Linked DNA regions of Rattus norvegicus: region 2 is linked to region 1. The links are chromatin contacts, called in public Hi-C maps. All regions are on one chromosome and are shown on one strand. The core of a region is the stretch at or near the end of the contact, and the rest is flanking DNA. Distances in the headings are between cores, read along the strand shown. Region 1 overlaps Msi2 (musashi RNA-binding protein 2). Region 2 holds the start of Msi2 (musashi RNA-binding protein 2).

Region 1 (2,700 bases), core at 109-2,608:
CTTTCTCTCCCCAGACCTTCACATATGTCCCCAATTCAACACCCAGGCCACCCCGCTGCCATGCTAAGATCCCCAGTCTCCCGTCGTCGGCTCCTCCCAGAGAGCAGCTGTGACTTTCAGTCTACTGCCATCCACGAGGTCTGGCTCGCAGAGTCATCTGTGAGGGTGAGGTGCAAGGAAAAGCAAGTGCCTTCATTGGTTTATTTTTGCCTCACTTTGTCCCAAAGGAATTGGAAGTGTCTTACAAAGATACAATATGATTTAAAGAACAAAACAAAACAAAAACAAAAAAAACCCCAAAAAACAAAAACAAAAACAAAAAAAACAAAAACAAAAACAGTAAAACTGCAATGAACCAGGATGGGAAATAACAAAACTTCGAAAGTTGGGTTACTGCCCAAAAGTATGTATCACCAACTGGCAAAGACACTCCCAAGAAATTCCAAACCCCACCCTGTGGGGTGTGGGTGGGCAACAGTCTGCTGAGGCTCAGGGCACATGTCACCTGCCACACAAGTCTCTCATTCCACTTGGAAGACTCATCAGCAATGTGCACAGCAGTCTCCAGGCTGCAAGCCTCTCTGGTGTCCTGGTGTCAAATGGCTCCGAGCTGGGGAGAAGCAGGTGGCTGGAGGCCCCCACAGCCCCACCCAGGAGAAGGGAGAAAGCAGGTGGGGAGAACGTTTCCTTCTAAACCGGAGCCCATGTTTGTGACATGACAGCCCCATAAACCTTTGGGTAGGGGCTCAAAGTTCATCCTTCTAGGTCTAAAACTTCGGACTTTTCAAAATCACATTTTTCCAAAGAATTTCTGTGTGTGCCTGTGTCCAGTGCGAGAGCAGACACACACCACAGCATGCATGTGGAAGGAGGACACTTAGCAGAGTCACTTTTCCAAGCTCGGTAGCAGGTGCCACAACCACTAAAGGCCCTGCCTCAGCTTTAGTGATTGGCAGTTGTTACAGAGGAGTGGCTTTTCTAGAATCCCCACAGCAACCCAGAGCCTTACTTCTAAGGCTGGACTCAACTTTCTACCTCTGTACTCTCTGGCTGGTTCCCTGCCCTGAACTAAGTTAGCCTGGGCTGCCCATATCCACACTCCTCTTTCTGGAACAAATTTCTCGGCTTCTATTCCTATCTTTTGCAGGCTGGGTATCATGGTTTTGGTTCGGTTTGGTTCCACACTTTGCAGAGAACCCAATACCCAGAACACCAGCATACTGGTTTTCCTGGAAATTTATGATGAGGCATTCTTCGTTCTGTATCATCTGTTCCCAGTGCTCTGCACAATGGCTAATATTTACCGAGTGCACTTCCTGTGCCGAGCCCCGGACTGGGTCCCTTTCATAAACTCGCTCATTCACTCCTCGGCTGTGGCCCAGGAAGGCAGTGCCTTTGTTATTCCTCCCATCCCATGGGTCAGCATACTGAGACTCAGTGAGGGCCAGTTCCTTGTCCCGGGGTTCCTCTAGATGCCACGCCTATGTTTATTCCCTTCCAAAGCTCTTTACCACTGCAGAGCACAGTGATGCCTCCCCTGCTTCCACAATCCATTACAAATCTCTCCTGGTTTCAACAGTTTCACCATACGTTAGATTCCCCGCTCCCCCAGTCACACATTCACCCCAAGAGCTGAACCAGTAGCATAACCATACAGGAAATAACTGCAGAGTTCATGGCCTCCCCAAGACCTGGGTTCTACTCTTACTCAAGACCCACATCCTCTCAGACGTCCAGTCTCCGGTGTACTGAGGGGAGCTAATACCCACCCTTCAGTGTCTCCTCAAACATAGCTGGGATAACACTCAAATACAGGACTTCCTAGACACAAAGAATTTTTGAGGAAGAGTGAGTTTCCTCCTACCCCTCAGACAATCACACATGGAACATAAACCCATCAGTCATTCCCACCTGAAGAGCAATGACTCATCACGGAGGGCCTGGGACATTCCCAATGGGCCTCCCTTTGAAACAGAGATGTCCCCCAGCTTCCCCGGCTGGTGAGGCTTTGGACAAGTAAAAACGATTTTCTAATTAAGTGGTAAACACGCCATATTGACTTTAAGTGCAAAAGGGACTCAGGGGAGGAGGACGGTGGATTAGAGAGAGAGATGCAACACAAGGATTGGCTGGGCTTCAGGCCAGGTTGCCTCTAGTGGCCCTGAGTCTCTCCAACTCAATCCCCAGGGAACTCGGGCTAGGTGACCTTTAAAAACACAGCCTTTGTCCTTTGTTTGCTGAGAGCCTTCCAGAGGCTTCCCATGGTTCTTAAAATTCAACTTCTTCCCTTTGCTCACAAGGCTGCTCACATGAGCTGCCTGCAACCTTTCCCTGACCCAGCTCTCATCACACCTGTCCTGTTTCTGCTTCTTCAACCAGAAAGCTCCATCCCGTCCCAGGGGTCTTCAATCCCCCTCCCTTTGCTGAAAAGGACTGTGCCCCGGAACTTCACAAAGCTTCTGAGGGAGCCTTCCTGTCCACTTTCCACCATTCGAGAGACCCCAAACACCATCTCTTACATGGGCTGTTCTGTTTACTTCACGGCCAAACACATGGCCTGGGGGTTTTTATTACCTGCTGCCCACTGCATGCCTTCCCTTTAATCTTCCACTAACACATATGATTCATGGATGCAAAACAGTGACTGTTATATACCTCTGTGCTAACACAGTGTAGATGGTAGACTATGATGCTCAATGA
Region 2 (2,700 bases), core at 117-2,616, 160 kb after region 1:
CATTCATCTCCCAAAGAGGGGACTTTAGAGTTTGGGAGTATGAAGAAGGCATACATTCAAATTTTTAAATTAAAAAAAAAAACTATGTGAAAAGTGGATGAACTGAATGTCATTTTAAACAAGAGAACAAGAAGCGACAGGAAAATTACTTCAAGCGGGAGAGATGGGCGTCTCTGAAACCAGAGTTCGGCCCTAATTAACAATAACCTTTGGGGTTATGGGAGGGGGGAGCGACGTTCCAGCCCAGCCACGCGCCTGAGCCCCATTCTAAATCCGCTTAGCTACTTCCGAAGACACCTCCAAAAATAAAACTAAAACTTTGTTCTAAAATAAAGGCAAAATCAAGAAGGGAATGCGTTACCTGGAGCGTTTCGTTGTGGGATCTCTCATGACCATACATTCTCTAATTTCTCCAAATTTGCTAAAATAGTCTCTAAGGCTATCTGTAGAGAGAGAAAGAGAGAGATGGGGGGGTGGGAGAAGGTGTGGAGGGGGGGGGAAAGCAATGCAATTTTCTGATCAAGGACAAAAAGCAAAAGTAGTTTTCTGTTGTTATTCTGTTTTGTTTTTGCAATATTTTTGCACACGCGGGGGAAATTCAGCAACAGAGGTCGCGTAGAGGGCTCGGAAAGGATTTGCTATTTAAAAAAATAACCTTGCACAGGAGAAGTGGGGAGCCAATGGCGGGGAGGGGGGGCTCTTACACTGGGATAACAAAGAGCAATAAAGAAGCCAAGAAGGGGGGGACCCAGGCGTCCCCCCCTCCCTCCCTTACCTGGTGAGGTCTGCCAGCTCAGTCCACCGATAAACATTTTACTAGAGGGAGAAAACATAACCGAAGTGAGCACCGATGTCAGATCGGCCATTTTGACGTGTAACTTACAAAAGCTAAAAGGAAAGCTGGGGGGGAGCGGGCGAGCGCGAGCCTGGAGGTGGGCTGGGGGAGAAGGTGGCGGCCCCACGCCACCCCAAGGTGCGCGAGTGCCCCAGGGGTGCGCGCGGGGGCGCGGGGGGCGCGCGGATGCCCCGCTCCGCACCGTCGCCCGCACAGCTCCGAGCGAGCCCGCGGCGGCGCGGTGGGCAGCGGCTGGAAACTTACCCGGGGTCGTGCTGGGAGTCGTTGGCGCTGCCCGAGGTGCCTGGGCTCCCATTTGCCTCCATAGCGGAGCCCCCCCGCCCCCCCACCCCCGACACACCGAGCCCCACAGCGAAGCGGAGCGCAGCGGCGGCCGGCTCCGAGCCCCAGATCTCCGTCCCTCCTCCCCCGCCTCCTCCCCCCGCCCGGCGGCTGCGAAGCTCCGCGAGCGCCGAGCCGGGCCAGCGGCGAGAGCCCGTCACACGTGGGCTCGGCTCAGCTCAGCCCCGCCGCCTCGCACACCCCCCGTCCCCGCCCCCCCGGCCCATCCCCACCTCTCCCCCTCCTCCTCCCCACCCCCATCTCCTCCTCCTCCTCCCCCTCCTCCCCGCGCACGTGGGGCGGAGTTCTAGAACGTCGTGTAACCAATGCGGTGACGTCACGCACCCCGTTCGGTCCCCCGCCTGTCCGCGCGCGCACACACTCGGCCCCCCGCGGCAGCGGGACCCACCAGGGGCGGCGCGCGAGCCCCGCGACTCGAGGGGGGCCCACGCCAGCCGGGCGAGGAGCCGGGAAGCGCACCCCGAGTCAGCTCAGATCACATGGGCTGGGTGTGGGGGAGGGGAAGGCGCGGGGAGCTCGGCCCGGGCGGTTCGCGGGGCCGGGAGGCGGCAGTGCCCCCGGACCCCCTTAGTTCGCACTACCCATTCAAGTTCGCGGGCCCCTGCGCCCGGTTCGGAGGTGGCACCCGCCACCCGCCCTGCCTCTATGCCCCGGTTTCCAGCCACAGCGCGGAAATTTAGGTCAAGGACGCCGGGAGCACACCCACACCCTGCGCTCCCAGGGCAGTCCTCGAGACCCTCGGGATCTGGGGGCTCGCGGATGGAAGAGACCCTCCTGCACAAACACCAGCCACAAGTTTTATTTTCCCTTCGCGCGTCAAGTTCTCTGGCTCCCGCTCCACACCGGCACGTCCTGCACGGCTCCCCGCCCTTCCTCGGCAGAGGTACGGAGCCGTGCCCGCGAAGGTTATTTCGGAACTTTGAGAAACTGACGCGATAGATAGAAGGGGGCGAGGAAGCACCCAGACAGGGTTTGAGCATTACTCAGAGCGCAATTTGAAAACATAATAAAGTGGGCTTTTAGGGGTCAAGGTCAAATGATTGGGGTTCAAAGCAAAGGTTCATGGAGAATGAGTAGCAGTTTGGGACCATCCCAAGGGTGGCTAGTCTAGGTGGTTATTTCAGAACCCCCCCCCCATATTCATCCGTTATCTAATTTATTTATTTATGTTTTAAGTTACTAGGGCTTCCTCTGTAGAGAGTAAAAGTACCAAGAGTGAAATGGCCCTCCCAAGACCTGTCTTTGAGATAACAAAGCACCTTACCCCCAGTTTTGGAACCACTAGATACCTCACAGATTCTGGTACACAATAGATACTTAGTAAAAGCTCCCTTCCGCCCCTGGAAGTGTAAACTTCAAAAGATTGGTGTCTGTAGCTTCCAGAGGAATCACACACTTCATATTCTAGGATGGCCAGATTCAGGCTGTATTCAATTTATGGAGTATTTAAAACAGTACGGATACAATTACCCTTATTGTTTTAAATTATTACAATAAACCAA

The links. Hi-C and Micro-C count contacts between places; a contact is called where the count stands out from the background.
Region 2: a contact with region 1 is called in a Hi-C map of Schwann cells, with 7 times the contacts expected there. The contact joins the promoter of Msi2 here to the enhancer-like site in region 1. A contact is called at or near these places in 10 of 12 Hi-C or Micro-C datasets (the A7r5 cell line, Schwann cells, frontal cortex and 6 more) and 1 of 1 datasets of contacts at active chromatin or transcription factors (oligodendrocytes).

What each region holds. Positions count from the first base shown.
Region 1 is chr10:73,849,028-73,851,727 of GRCr8, forward strand. The region is part of intron 6 of Msi2 (musashi RNA-binding protein 2); the gene reads right to left. Among named protein-coding and RNA genes, the nearest start is that of Msi2, 160 kb to the right of the region's middle. Within about 2 kb of position 1,359, at least 3 of the 93 cell types and tissues checked have an H3K27ac peak or open chromatin away from gene starts, as enhancers often do. A contact at or near this core is called in Schwann cells, where this site is marked.
Region 2 is chr10:74,006,131-74,008,830 of GRCr8, forward strand. Msi2 (musashi RNA-binding protein 2) reads right to left here and starts at 1,367. Exons shown (of 12, transcript XM_039087672.2): 1 at 1,100-1,367; 2 at 776-816; 3 at 362-443. The coding sequence starts at 1,161.